Linked DNA regions of Mus musculus: all the other regions are linked to region 1. A link is a contact called in public HiChIP or PLAC-seq data. All regions are on one chromosome and are shown on one strand. Each heading gives the region's core, a stretch centred on a gene start, on an enhancer-like site or on the middle of the called end of the contact. The rest is flanking DNA. Distances are from core to core; before and after follow the strand shown.

Region 1 (5,049 bases), core at 1,575-4,074:
CACAATATAGGCATTTCTAGTCCTAGCCGAAAGAATAGCATTATCAGAGTCTCCAGCATGAGCCATCCACTAGCTCAGGTTTCACTGAGAATGACAAAGGTTATAAAGAGAAGGGGACATGGACTCGTCTTATTAAGGTGAGCATCAAGCTATCAAGGAGAGATCATTGCGGAAGAACAACTTTAAAAAAAAAAAAAAAAACACGAAAGAACATCCTCTTGCTAACAAGACCCTAGAGTGTAGCTTTAAGAATGGGAAATGAGTCACACTCAGCTGGAGGTCTTTCTCTCCTCTAGAGCAAGAAGCTCCAGTCAGGTGCATTCCATTCCTGGCACCAGCTTTCAAAGGGTTTCATCAGACTTCTGTATACGCAGCCAGGAAGCTGAGCAGCCATCTGAGAGAAACACGAGAACCTTTCAGCACTTCTGACAGGAACCCACAGACGGCTCTCAGAGGAACCCATCAGCTCTATCTCCTCACCATCAACTGGGAGGATGATGAGGGGAGACAGTGCCCTCCTCAACACCACAAAACTCCATGACACACAGAAGAAGCTGTGCCTCTTAGTGGGTCTGGAAGCATCTGAAGCCACCACAGGCAGCCATGAACACTCAGGGGGCCCAGGTGCACTGAGAGCCAGTCCCTCATCAGGATGGAGCTTGCTTGGACCCTCCCCTAGAACTACAATATATCCGGTGGATAGTCAGTCAGTCTTCCAGCCTGCCTGGGACGTGGTTCAAGTACATGAGGCTGCCAAATGCCAAGAGGATCAGCAACAGAGCCTCCACCATCTCTATCCAAGCAGCCAAGTTTTAAACCCAAATACTTCAGGGTTAGAAGTTCAGAACACACGGGAGCCAAGCTTTCTTAGGGGCAGAGGCCGTCTCACAACAGGGGGAGGAGTCGGGGGAGGAGCCCAGGGCAGTACCTGCACCTGTTTTTGAACACACTCCTGCTAGACTTGGAAGGTTCCCATGGCTCTCAACAGAGGACTCACTAGCCTTTGGCAGGCGCAGTATTACACTAGGACAAGCCACCTGCAGGCCTTTTACTGTCACTGGCCAACAGCAACTCAAGAGGATAGACTGCTAATCCACTGGCTGATCTATGACACATTACCCATTTAGATGCCACCTGCTCCCCCAGGTAAATGATGGCAGGCCCGAAGAAACAACCCAAGGAAACAGGTCAGGCACCTAGTAGGAGAGAAACGGGAGCCATGGGTAGTCCAAAGAGAGCACAAGCCAGGGCAAAGCCACCGGCTCCATCCTCCCCTGCAGGGATACTGCCTTGCCTGACACTGGGGGCTCAAAACAGTGTTCTGTGCAAACACAGGCTTACAGGCAGCAAGATCATCCACTTTTCCGCCCCTTGGGTGGCTCCCAAGTAGCCGACGGATTAAAGTGCCCCTTTCAGCAAGACAGTATCAAGGTGTCCTGCCTCCCAAGAAGGGTTATAATTTGCCTCAGGATTTTAGTACAAAACGGCCAGCGTTTGTACAACGCCAGTCCGATCAGCACTGGGGCATGATACTGCCTGGGTCCCATTGGCTTCCTACATGTGCCACCTCCCCTGTATCCGCGAACTGGAGGGGGGGGGGGGTAGCCAGCCATGAAGCAACTGAATAAGCTGGCCGGAACAGCATCCCCAGCAGCAGCGCTTCTCAAAACACATCTTCAACGTCCACGAAAGACACTCAGGCCGGGCCTGATAACCTGTCAGGGATCCAGTGGCGCCATCCCAAGCAGCTGCCCCCAGGCGTCTGCTGGGCCCGGACGGGGCTTGCGGGCCGCCCCGGACGTAGCAGCACCGTGCCACTTTCTCACAGGAGAGACTCCATTGTCCATTATCAAATGAACGCTGACAACCCATCTTCCCTGGCTGACTGGCCGGCCTTGCGGGACAAGAGGCACCGCAGTGCTCTCTCCGCCGGGCAGCCGCGTGTGTACACACGCAAGCACACACGCGCGCACACACCCCGCCGCGCCAGGGGCGCCCGCTCCCCCGCGCTTTCCAGAAGCCCCGGGCGGCCTGGCCCTCACCTTCGATGGCGATGACGTGCTCCCGAATCTGGTTCTGCAGCACCGGCTCCTCCACGCGCTCCAGCAGCTCGTAGATGGAGTAGATGTTGGGGTGGACCGACTCGAAGCGCTGGATCTCGGCCCGGATGGCAGCCGAGTTGGCCAGCTGCTGCTGGTAGTTCATGGTGCAGGCGCGGCGCCCAAAGCCGCGCGCCCCCCGTCGTCGCCGCCCCGCGCCCCGGAGCCCCGCGGGCCACCGAGACCCGGGGCGCCGCAGCCCCCGGGGAGCACGGAGCCGAGGAGGCGCAAAAAAAAAAAAAAAGAAAGAAAGAAAGAAAGAAAGAAAGAAAGAAAAGAAAAGAAAAAGAAAAAGAAAAAGAAAAGAACGCTGAGGATGAAGCAGTAGAGGGGCTCAGTTCATAGCAGGGACCAGCGTCCCGGGTCAGCGGGCCGTCCGGGAAGACCGCGGCGCCATGGAGCGCGGCCGGCCGCGGAGGAGGCTCGCTCGGGCGCCTTCCCGCGCCGCAGCCGCCCGCACCCCTACACGCCGGCCGGCCGAGCAGCCATTAAAGCGCAGGCAGCACGGCGCTGCGAGCGCCGGGGCCGAGGCCCCCGGGCAGTGGCCGCTCTGCTCCGGGCGCACGGCTGCGGCTGGGTCCGCGCGCTTGTGAGTGCCGCGCTACCGCGCGGGCCGGGGCCCTCAGCTGCCCTGCGCCGTCCGCCAAGCCGGGACCGAGCTGTAGGCGCCTTGCCAGCCGCGGAGACCGCTCCGAGCGCCGCCCGCCGCTGCCCGGCCAGCCCCCTCCCTGGCACGCAGGGCTCTGGCCCACGTCGGCCCCGCCCCCGCCTGCGCTCGCCGCCCTCCGGCCGCCGCTGCGTCCTCGGCGGCGCTTCCCAGCGCGCCGGATCCCGGGGAATTGCGCCAGACCCCGCCCCGCGCTGCCTCTGGGCTTGCTGGGACTTGTAGTCCATCACGCCGGCCGGCCCGCGCGCGTGGGGTGCGCTGTGCGATCGCGTCGCAGCGCACTGGGCGGGCCCCGCGGGACGTCCGGATGCCGCTACAGCCCGCGGATCTGCGAGCTGAGAGCCCTGGTCCCTCTCGGTTATCCCTACTGCCCCGTGCCAGCCCCCGCGCCTCTGTACGGGGAAGGTGGCGCACGAGCCCGCCCGCCCGCCCGCGCTTTTGTTTGTTTGCCAGTTGAGCGCTTAAGGAACCTCTGCGACGCGCGGGGTCCCCTCCCCCCGTCTGGCAACTTTCTGCCTCCTTTCTAAACCCAGCAGGATAGTTACTTCCCTTCCCATGGGATACACGGGAGTCCAACGCTTCATCAATAAACTAAACCTGAGGCTGGGGTGGTAGGTGAGACGGAATTCCACGGGGGCTTCTAGGCTTTTCCACGAAAATGTTGCACAACTGAGTTGTAACCTCCACGCCGCAGCCCTCCGAGCGCCCGACACTAACCCCACTTTAGCCCAGTCCAGGAGCCCATGAAGCTAGACCGCACTGCAGCTGAGAGCTCATGCCAACGACTCCAAATGAATTAGATTGTTGTAGATTTCCAAGGATCCAGGACGAGTCCGAGGCCGTAAAGGTCCTGGGTCTATGCACTGTCTCACCATGCAGGGGTGTTTTATAAACAGCCCACATTCCTGATTCAAATGCCCTGGGCTTTACCTGGTTCAAATGCAAGCTAATGGGCAGCCCAGGGCCCCAGGCAGCCTAGCTCTTGGTTCTTGGAACTCTTCCGAGTTCCAGTGTTCCTCAAGCCAGTGTACTGTTCAGCCTTCCTTGTCCCTAACACAGCAGAGGCCCTGGCTTGTTCTGTGCCTTGCCTCTATCTTCGTCCTTAGCAGAAACACTAATAGAGATGCTGGCATGTGGGTTCATTCTACTGTTCGTCCCTACTCCACCTTGAAACCCCAACTCTTTGTGAAATAGTTCCAGGACTCCCCTGCTTCACATCTGGCTTCTCAATCTCTTTGGGGGTTCCTTTGTACTTCTCTAAGGTTTAAATATGGATGATGCTGGGAGTCAACCTTAGACCTGTTTTATTTGCCTCTCTTATGCCTTTGAATATCATATAGAGGTTGATGACACTAAATTTTCTGTCCCAGACCTATCCACCTGTCCCCTCCTCATCACATCCAACTTTTGGATTGAACATGACTTTTCTCCTGTTGGACATCCTGTAGTCTCAGCACTTAAGAGACTAAAACCAGAGGATTGCTGTGGACCCAAGGTGAGACTCTGCTTTAAAAATATAATAACAAAATAAAAATCAGACATCTTCCCCATACCTGTGAACCTCTTCCCACCCCAGTCCGAGGCAGTACAGACCTTTGTTCACTAATTTGAAAATGCAGTGTGTGGTCTTTTCTTCCCTTGTTCTCTTAGATCCCAGAATGTCAGCTCTGCCTTTGGACGGAGCCAGAATCTTCTCGCTTTCTGTCATCCTGCTGAGGCTTCATTATGTAGTCTCGGATTAGTGAATGAGACCTAACCTAGGCATCTTCCCTTTTCCTGTTTCCTCATTGACCAGTCTCAAGAAAGTAGTTCTAGTGAGCCTCTAGGCCATGGCTCTCCTCTGGTCACAGCTCTCCCTCCAACGCCACCCATCCTCCCTGGCTCCCCCAGCCCTCCTGGCTTGCATGCATACCACAAGCTGGGTAGAGTCTCCATTTCCACAGCTTGTGTTTGTTTTTATTTTGAGATTTACATATCTCTGGCTACTCTCAAACTTGCTGTTTAGCCAAGGTTGACCTTGAATTCTGATCTTCTTTCCTCATCTGAGCTGCATCTCCAGTGTGCATTATCCTACTAAGCTTGTCAATTGGTCTACCACAATCCCAAGGGACTGATTAGAAGACACAAGACTCCATTATTCATAGCAACAACAGTGGACAGAGTAGTGGTGGTTTTATATGCCCATGAACTGACTTCCAAGTCACACAGGGTTGTATCAGGGGCCAGGTGACACAGGGTGGCTCTGTATGAGCAAAACCCTGGCCATAAGAGTCCATGTCCTTC
Region 2 (5,049 bases), core at 1,069-3,568, 940 kb after region 1:
GGGGCTCAGATAAATCAAGGGACATAAGCATGTCCAAGCTGCCATCACACTTTTGTTCATTGATGGGAGATGGTTGATAAAACCAAATTCACAGTACACGTGGCTATTCATGGCACAAGGTAAATGCTACAGTAGCGTGGTGGGCAATGAGCTGGAGATTTGTGTCCCTTGCCAAAAAGGGAGCCTAAAACGTTGACCCCCCCAAGTGGGAAAGGTTGGGTCTGACCCTGGAGCTCTTACGGAGGAGCACTGTCCTATCTAAGATGTCTGAGGGAGCTAAACCCGTTTCCACAGCATCAGCAGCCATCCGTGTTCTGCAGCAGCACAGAGGAGGCCCGCACCAGAGCCTGACCATGCTGACAGGCTGACTGTGGACTGTAGGCTTTGGAATAACCAGAAACACATCTTTGTCACTTAGGATCCAGCAGGCCTGTTGCACTTTTATAGTCTCTTCACTCTAGTGGCCATCTCCTGCTGGGCTGGGACACTCAGCACCACCCTCCCTGGCATACCCCACTCTGTCTCCCAAAGCCTTGTTATTTGGTTCTCCACATTGCTAGTGAGGTCAGGTTTCCTCAAACCTCACCTCCCAGATCCAGTGTACTCTCAGCTCCAGGGTTTGGGGGAGCCTTGAGGTTCCTCATCTTGTTCCCCAGGTAGTTTTTCCTCCTTTCCTGCTAGGTGCTCATCAATGCTCCCTCTCTGCTGCCTTTGATGGAAGCTTCTGCAAGCTTCAGTGCCAACAGAGGTGTTGTTCCTCCCCTCAGCCAGCAATGGGGTCAAAGGATCGAATCATCCATTACTGTCGTGCAAACTTTCAGTTAGCAGAAGGCCACCCTATCCTCAAGATTCAATCCATAATTAATAGCAGCATGGACCTTCTTAGACTTGACAAACCTTGAGAATTGTTCTTTAATAAGAATGAAAGTCCTGTTCTATTTCCCCACCAGGGCAGGGGCTTCCTTCCTATTGATTGATATGTTCTTGCCTACACAGAAACTCTACCGAGTCGATAAGCATGGACAAAAGCTATATCTACTCCTCCTTACTCTAAAAAAGCAAGAAATAATATGTTTCCATGTGAAAGGGGAGGGGGCTGGAGAGATGGCTTGGAGCACTTCTTGTTCTTGCAGATGACGTGGGTTTGGCTCCTGGCACCTACATGGTGGCTGTGTTTCTGGTCATTCAAAAGCTTGGACGTCCACAGTCAGAGCATTAGCATCGTCAGGCTCTGTTGGCAGCCACATCCATCCATATAACTCCAGTTGCAGGAAGTCCAGCGCCCTCTTCTGACCTCTTCCGAGGGCCCCGGCCATGCATAGGGCACATAGACACACACAAGCAAAACCACTCACACATACAAAATAAATAAATCCTTAGAAGAAATAAAAATAAAAGGTATATAAGAATAATAAAACATAAGGAGTTTAGGCAATCTACGTTTACTATTCAAGGAAAATGGATGGTGAAACATCAAAGGCAGAAAGAAAGCTCATGTTAGAGCAGATAAGAGACAGTGTTAATGAAAAACAGAAACCATCACCAGGAACAAGTGGCAGTCTTGAGAAATACTGTCAGCTTATGTCAGCTTTGCCATCAATATAGGGAGCTGTTTTAAAACCAATAAAAAGGGCTGGGAATAGAGTTCCGTGCATAGAGTTCAATCCCCAGCGCCATGTAGACCAGACCTGCCCACACCAGACAGAGGAAGGAGGATTAGAAGTTCAAGGTTACCATGGCTACAGAGGGAGTTCAAGGCTGTCTAGGGAGACAAGAGATCCTACCTCAAAATATACAGTAACAGCACAACAAAAATAAATAATAAACAAACCTGTCATCCCACAACAACAACAAAAAAGAGGAAACTATTATAAGCAAAAAAATAAAGAAGCCATTTAATAAAAACAAGTAGACATGAAGCTGAATGTGTAAGTGTGCAGGTCCATGAGCACGTGACTGCGTGCAGATAATTAAGTGAATGTGAAAAGGAGGTCACTGAGGCTCTGCAGTGAGAGTTGTCGCCCCACTAAGAGCTGGGTGAATCTGTTCTGCAGCTTTCATGGTGAGGGCAACACCTTGTTGCTTCAGTCTACACACAATAATAGACTGTGTCCTTCCCCAAACTCCAATGTTGCTGACACAAATGTCTCTGGAGTGAGGGAGGGCCTGCGAGTGGGGATGAGGTGGGCTGACTCCTGTCTCCGGAATGGGATTGAGATTCTTGTAGAAGAGGAACCACACAGCAGCGTTTAACCCTGCTGACTCACCTTTGCTATTCAAACAGCCCTCATCATCCCATGCGCCACAGTTTGTAACTTCTAAGAAGGATGTCATCAGACCCCCGGCACAGTGGCCATGGACTTCCTGGTCTGGAGAACTGTGGGAAATGGGTTTCTATTTTTAGTAAACTACCCTCGTCTGTCCTCTTCTGTTACAGCAACAGAGACTAACTGAAACTGAAAGTTTCACCAAACGACCCCGTCTTCAAACTGGACACATGAGCAGCATATGCCTCTTCAGAGATGTTGCTATCATCAAAAGTGGAAAAAGGAGAAAGAGAAGGGCCTACTCTAGGCTGGACGGGGCCAAGGAGGTATGACAATTAAGTATGTACTGCTCCTAGATCAGGTCAGGGCTGAACACCACTACAACTGGTATGTGGACGATCAATGGATTTCATGTGCTTGCACGGTATGCAGTATTAGCCTGAAGACGTTTAATTGCTTGAGTTTTGTCGCAATTTTGGGATTTAAAAAAAAAAAAAAAAAAACCCAAAAACCAAAGTTGTATTTTAGGTGTCCTACTTAAATATTTTGAGACTAAATATTTTGGCAGTTACAATTTAAGCTCAAAAATGATTGGCCAGTGAAAAGGGGAAAAAGAGGAGGGAGGGGAGGATCGGGAAGGAGAGAGTAGGCCAGTACTCAGCTGACATCACAGACGGTTAACAATGGATGAATCTTAGGTGGAGAAAGAAATGTGTGTTCCTCAGATGGTAATTCTTGCAACTTTTCTATAGATTAAAGTATTTTTAAAATTGAAAATTATTATTTTAAAATAAATAGAAGTCCAAAGAAAGACAGATAAATGGATCAACATTGTTAAATAAATGACTGATAAACATTTAAAAATGAGAATCCCAGCTTTTAGTTACTAGGGTCAGGACTAAGAATATAAAAACAAATAGTGGCTCATTATAAAGGGCTACACGGCAAGAAAAATGAGCAACAGCGAAAGCTGAGTGTGGTCATGTGTGCCTGAAGTTCCAGCTCTTCAGAAGGGTGAGGTCAAAGGATCCAGAATCAAGCTTACAGAAGCAGCTTAGTGAGACCTCAGCTTAAAAACTAAAGAAACAAAATCAAAAGCCCAGTGGATACAGTGAGTGAGAAGAAGAATATGTCAGACAAAAGAGTGTAAACTCTGACTCCACTTACCCAAGGCCACAGAGGGGCCTGAACTCAGCAGAAGCCAAGGCCTCAGATGGGCTTCCGGGCAGAAGCCAGGGCCAGAGACCGGGCTTCAATGCACTGACAATCTTGCTCTTGTCCTGAGTCTGCCCACACTGGGAATTCCCTTCATTATAGATCCTTATTATTGATATTTGTGTTTACATGTTGCACTTCAGTAAAAATAATAAGTAGACATGACTAGGAAGCTGGGAAGATGGCTTAGTCAGTAAAGTGCTTGCTGTTCAGTTCAGAGTGCTTGTTAATCCTGGCACTGGAGAGGTGGCCATGAGTGCGTTCCTAGCAATCACTAGCCAAAAGGACAGAGACCTTGTCTCAAAAACCGAGATGCACAGATCATGGGGAATAACACCTAGGGTTGACCTCTAGCTGCATGTGTGTACACACTCACAGACGCATACACATAAACATGCATGCACATGCACACATATGCATGTATATACACATACACAAACATACATACACTAAAAACAAGAGAAGAGAAACAGGGTGAGGCCAGCAAGATGACTCAGTAGACAAAGGTCTGTTGATAACAAACCTGGAGACCTGAATCCCATCCCGGAACTCCCATGGTGGGAGAAGAGAACTGATTCCAACCAGCTATCCTCTGGCCTCCATACCTGTGCTGTGGGACACACTGTAGGACCTGAGCTTGTGGCCATACACATACACTAAATAAATGTAATAGGTAAATAATAAAGAAAAAGTCTGCACGCAGGAGCGGTCTGTCACCTTAATCCACTCTCATGCATTTCGTGAAGCACCTTCAGGATAATTCCGCTGTTAGCGGTGGGGCTGGAAGAGGTGAGTCACCTTGAGAGTGCAGAGAGGTTTTAAGAGTAGCTTTGAGTAATTCCTGCACAAATACAAACCTGCAATTAGTCACCGACAACTAAGGCAGCCGAATGTTTGAATTAGGAGCCAGCAAAATTAAACAAACCCTATTAAAGCATTCTTTGGAACAGCGAACATACACTTCAAATGTGCATCTCAGGCAAAACAATTGTGTCAACTTGCTGGTGGATTGGGAGTTTTTCAGAGCCTGCTAGGGATCATTGCACGGACAGCTCAGTTTGCAGACTGTTAGCATTTTCACACTTCCATTATTATTAATTTTTTTGTTTTTGTTTTTGTTTGTTTGTTTTGCTCTTAGCCTTGTAGCTTCTGACAGCTACCAAGTGAGGACTGATAGGTTACAAAGGTATAGGCTAGTCCCCTGAGAGACTGAGAGAAAGATGGAGGGAATTTAAGGGCACTCTCTAACACAAAGTTTTCTGCCCAGTCTCTCTACACAGCCAAAGTATCTGAAGGCTCAGAACTGTCCAATGGGTGCACACAAATTAAATAAATAAGTGTAAATATTGGTTTTTGTTTTTGTTTTGTTTTGTTTTGTTTTGTTTTTACAAAGAAGAAACCCTGTCCAGGAAGGGCACCTGCAGAGCTGGCTAAAGAGCAGTGTGTGGGTGGGCACGCTCTGTTCTGGAATCTTGGCAGGCCAATGCACACAGTGCCGCCAGCCTCCTTCCTCCTGACTGTATTCAACAGTACGTGGAGTAGCTAAGGCCACGACTTGCTGATTTTC
Region 3 (5,049 bases), core at 1,637-4,136, 690 kb after region 1:
GGCAGGAAAGCAACAAAAATGGGAACAGGAAGGGAACCAACAGCAAATACTTAGGGTGAATAGACTCGTAAGAAAAGTCAAGGGCTGCAGACACAGCTCCATGGTGCCGTGCCAGCATAGCATGTACCAGACTTGGATTCCATTCCAGCACCTTAAAAATAAAACAAGCCCGACTTCTAATTGGCCCAGACATTGCAATTCTGTTCTGGAGTTTAAAAATGGGGCCCAGCGGTGAGCTCCAGAGCTGTGCAAATACCCTGACCGAACCTTTTCAAAGAGAGGTTCCACCCTGCCCTGCAATCACATTTAAATACCTTTTTTAAATGATTCTACAATCAAAGATCCAATTTAAAGAAATTTGCCAGAGGCATACAGATATCTGTAAAGCAAATTTAAGGCATCCTGGGCCAGTTTTCTAGGATCTCAGGCTGGGAAAGACAATCTGGACAATCTACCTTTGTTCTGTCTGTGGCCCTTAAGATGTGCAGAAGAGAGGAGAGCCCTGTGCCTTTGTGTCCTTCCATGGAGCTGGGGAGGGGCAGGTGGTGGTGTGGAGTGTGATAATGCAGTTATGGGAAAGTGGTGTGGAAGGAGGCTGGAAATGGCTTTAAACATTTATTTTAGAGAAAAAAAAAAGAGTGGAAACTGACATCATGCTTTTGAATGAGATCTGACAAAGATGAGCAATTGTTCAAATCCTCCCTCTTACCCGGCATTATCCCTCTCACCCACCCACTATCCCTCTCACCCACCCACTATTCTTCTCACCCACCCACTATCCCTCTCACCCACCACTATCCCCCTTACCCACCCACTATCCCTCTCACCCACCCACTATCCCACAAGTGTCTCTGCAGGAAAGATCTAGATGTTTGGAAATGCATCTTATGAGTCCCTTCATCAGCACAGCTTTCTTTTTATAGCTCTACAATCAAAGCCACAGAACAAATGAGGGATGCCTGAAGTGATGGAGAAGTCTCAGGAAATGGCTATTAATTGTCTCTCTCTTCCTTTAATTACTTAGTTTTATTTTGTGTGCATTGGTGTTTTGCCTGTATGCATATGTCTGTGTAAGGGTATCAGATCTTGGAGTTACAGACAGCTGTGAGCCACTATGTGGGTGCTGGGAATTGAACCTGGGTCCTCTGGAAAAGCAATCAGTGCTCTGAACCACTGAGCCATCTCTCCAGCCCTAACAGCGTTTATTCTTGTCATCTGAGAATGTTCAATGTTTAGCAAAGAACTCTTTACAGTAAGTACATTGCCATAAAACTCAACTGTGTTTTCACAAAATATCTTAAGTCAATCATAATTCTCTGAAGAGTCTTTGTAATTGACCGCTGGCCAGGAGGTGGGTGCCCCAGAGAGAAGGATAAACATGTCAGCTGTCACCAGCATGGGGCCTGAAGCCATCATCCCCACCCCAGTGTGATTTCATTGACATCATCTTGAAATGAATGCCAAATCACATGAGACGCCAAAAAGACTGCTTTTGCCACGGTAGCTAACCCCTGGCCACCTGGAGCCTGTCATCTGATCCTGCAAAACCTACCGCCAAACCTTGGGCATACTGAACTTCAAAAGGCAGAATTTCAACGTCCTAGTCAACAGCAGTGGAAGGAGGTCCAATTGAAGTAAACCCAACATGTCTTGAATGCTTGACAGGACACTTGGCTTTGGGGCTTTTGAACTTTCTGAGCCTGGGTTGATGATCTGAAGCTGCATCAATACTCTGCTTTCTGTGAATCTATTCAGTGACCCACACTATGGCATGCACACCTCTTCCCAACATCTCTTCCCAAGGAAGAGAAGTCTTGCATGACACAAGAAATGAAAACAAAAGCGGCATATAACAGTGTAGCAATATAGCAATGTAGCAATATAGCAATGTAGCAATATAGCAATGCACCAATATATCAAAGTAACAATACACTTAACCTCTAGTGATCCTAAGGAGTGGGTACTGTGATCTCCATGCATACTGAAGACTCTAACATGAAGTGCTGTGTCTGGTCATAGCTGTGCACACCCTCCTGTGACCCTGAATCTCATCTCCATGAGATTCCCAACTACTGTATCATGGTCACTGTGAGAGATGGAGGCAGTGGTAATGATGACCCTCTGATGTCTGGGTCACTCCTGTCTAGACTTCTGAGTCCCTGGTAAGTTATGAAGGTCATTTCCCCCTCATCTTTGCCATCATTTCAGCTGGTGGCCTCCATGCATGGAGCACCTGCCAGTGACACTCACCAGCCTGGCAAAAGTTCTCCTATGACTTCAGCAAGCAGGACACGGGAGCACACTCTAAGTCATATTGATACTTTACAAATATATGTCCACCTGATTGTCACTGATTTTTTTTAAGAATAGTTAATTATTTTTCCATCATGAATGTCATAGAGAATCAATATGAAAAATCAATAATAAAAAACTAATCCCTAATAGCCCCACCGAGCAAAGCTCATCTTGGCTAAAGTTCATCGACTTTGTAGAGTTATTTTGTTGTTTTATTTTGGTGATACTATGGCTGGACTCCAGAGCCTCAAACATGCCAGGCAAGTGTTCTACTCCTCTATTATATGGGTAGAATATATTTTAGTGTGAGTTTTGGTGACTTTATTTTTGCCTGTGTTTACACTACAAGAAATGTAGAACAGTATTCAGGAGACCCACGTCTGGGGCCAGGCAGCCTGGGTATAACAGTCAATAGGCTCAGCCATTCTGACTCAGTCTCTAAACATCTGTGATGGTTATTAATTATTAATTTGACTGGATCTAGAATCATCACAGAAACAAGCCACTCCCAGTCTGCGGTCTGCATACTGGGCACTGTCTGAGGGGATCTTTGGGGCTCTGGCCTGGCCAGAATAGCCAAACAGTTGTGGCTCTCTGAGGGGACGAAGAGCCACAGCAAGGAGGGCTGCCAGGCCTTTTCTGCAGCTGCCCCAGAGTTGGCTGCTGCACCTGCCCTGGAGTCAATGACAGGCAACAGCATGCAACAGGAAAGCAGTGGGCGGGGCTGGGAGCCAGGGTTGGGCGGGGCCACTGAGCAATGGGAAGTGACTACCTTAGGCTCAGGGAGCTTCCAGCAATGAAAGTTTCAGGAGAGAATTCTCTTCCTCAACGTGTTAGGACAGTCTTTGATGAAATAACTTGTGCACTTTATTCCTTGTGGATAGGGTCTTATATTCATTTGGTGATAGGCTGAGGTCTAAAAGCAGATGCTTTCTATTGGCTTGTTCTGAGATGTTAGGGATGCCTCATCTGCATGTGGGGGGATTCGGGTGTTGCACCTATGTGACTGATTGTCACAGTCCTCTCCATGGGGTGTCGTGGTCATGTGTTGCAGGACAGGAACCTGGTAGGAGTAGATTAAACCCCTATCATTCTCAGAAGTGAGAATTATCAGGGTTTCTGAATCCACTCAACCTCACCAAGTTTTCTGTCTAGTGGCAGAGGCCACTGCCCCGCCAGCCCCTAGCCATGTTTGTGAGGGAGTCTCCAGACTGGATTAACTGAGCTGGGAATGCCTCTCCTAAATGTAGCATTGCGCTCTAGGTTTGGATTCTGAACTATGCATGAATAGGTGAGCAAGCTGAGCTGTGGGCATGCATCTCTTTGTGATTCTCTCTGCTCTTGACTATGTATGTGCCGTGACTCCCTCTTCCAAGTTCCTGCCTTGACTTCCCTGCTATGTAACCTGGAACTGTAAGCCAAATAACCTCTTTCCACCTTAAACTTGTTTTAGGCAGACTTACTTTATCATAGCAACGGAAAAGACAAGTCATCTCTCCCTCTGGCGCTGGTGATCCAATGCAGGTTGTCAGGCTTGGCCACAGGTGTCTTTTCTCCCAGAGACATCTCCCCAGCCCTCTTTGTCAGGCATCCAATTGTCATAACAAGTAATTGAAACCATTCTGAAACAATTGGCTTCTTAGTCAGTAATGTGGAGATAAAATTGTCTTAAAACTAAAACATGAATGGAATTCCCAAAGGATCAACAGTGGGATGAAAAAATACACACACACACACACACACACACACACACACACACACATATACATACACACAAACACATATACACACACATACACACACATGCACACATACACACATACATATATACACATACATACACACATATACATACACACAAATACATATACATATACATACACACATACACACACAAACACATATACATACATACACACACATATACACACATTGCATTTAACATCTAATACAGGTGTTTTTAATCCCAATGAATATAATAGATCCTATTTTTTAAAATTTACCCTTTCTGTCTTTTCTTATCATTATTACATAAGAAATTTTAAAATCATATGACATGCTGGCAGTAGTATTTTATTGAGTATAGGGGTAACACACACACACCTCTTACTCATTTAACACTAATTATGTATCTATTGTAGGCTATGCACTGAGCTAGTAGTGGAGATGTACAGACAACCAGAAAGCATCCTTGGCACAAGCACTCGGAAGATGAGAAGGCAGACAGCAGAGAGTTGGGTGCCTAGCATGGCATGTGCCCACAGCACAGTGAGGATTTGATCTAGAACATGCACCTACAGCATGTCTATGGAGGACAGGGCCAGAAGGGGGTCTGGGACAACCGTGGTTCTATTAGCAAGTCCTCTAATGCTGGACATTTAGATTATTTACATTTTCACCAAAGAGACTAGGAACATTATTGACATTGATAAGACAGGAACTTGAAGCAGCTGGTCATACAGCCAAGGAGACAAAGAAATCAAGGCATGCATGCTCACTGCTTCGCTTGTTTCTTCTATTCTTATATAGTTCAGGACCCAAGCCCAGGGAATGGTGCCCCCCAGTTTAGGCTGGATCTTCCCTCATCACTTAACATGGTCAGGGCAGTCTCCCAAAGTCATGCCCACAGGCCAACCCGCTCTAGACAATCCCTCATGGAACCTCTCTTCCAGGTGATTGTGGCATGCTGGCAGTTAAATACTTAATTAACTTTCAGAATACTTTTCTTCATGACAGGCTCACAGCAGTGAAAGT

What was found. HiChIP or PLAC-seq counts read pairs in DNA pulled down with a chosen protein or histone mark.
Region 2: an H3K27ac HiChIP or PLAC-seq map of extraembryonic endoderm stem cells shows a contact between it and region 1, with 9 times the contacts expected there. The contact joins the promoter of Glrp1 here to the promoter of Agap1 in region 1. A contact is called at or near these places in 3 of 115 datasets of contacts at active chromatin or transcription factors (embryonic stem cells, extraembryonic endoderm stem cells and pancreatic cancer cells).
Region 3: an HNF4G HiChIP or PLAC-seq map of pancreatic cancer cells shows a contact between it and region 1. The contact joins the enhancer-like site here to the promoter of Agap1 in region 1. A contact is called at or near these places in 1 of 39 promoter capture datasets (cranial neural crest), 1 of 484 Hi-C or Micro-C datasets (embryonic stem cells) and 6 of 115 datasets of contacts at active chromatin or transcription factors (embryonic forebrain, embryonic stem cells, pancreatic cancer cells and 1 more).

The regions. Positions count from the first base shown.
Region 1 is chr1:89,452,586-89,457,634 of GRCm38.p6, reverse strand. Agap1 (ArfGAP with GTPase domain, ankyrin repeat and PH domain 1) reads right to left here and starts at 2,824. Exons shown (of 18, transcript NM_178119.3): 1 at 2,043-2,824. The coding sequence starts at 2,205.
Region 2 is chr1:88,507,335-88,512,383 of GRCm38.p6, reverse strand. Glrp1 (glutamine repeat protein 1) reads left to right here and starts at 2,318. Exons shown (of 3, transcript NM_008132.2): 1 at 2,318-2,593. The coding sequence starts at 2,498.
Region 3 is chr1:88,761,863-88,766,911 of GRCm38.p6, reverse strand. No RefSeq gene overlaps it. Among named protein-coding and RNA genes, the nearest start is that of Platr5, 9.5 kb to the right of the region's middle. Within about 2 kb of position 2,886, at least 19 of the 459 cell types and tissues checked have an H3K27ac peak or open chromatin away from gene starts, as enhancers often do. A contact at or near this core is called in pancreatic cancer cells, where this site is marked.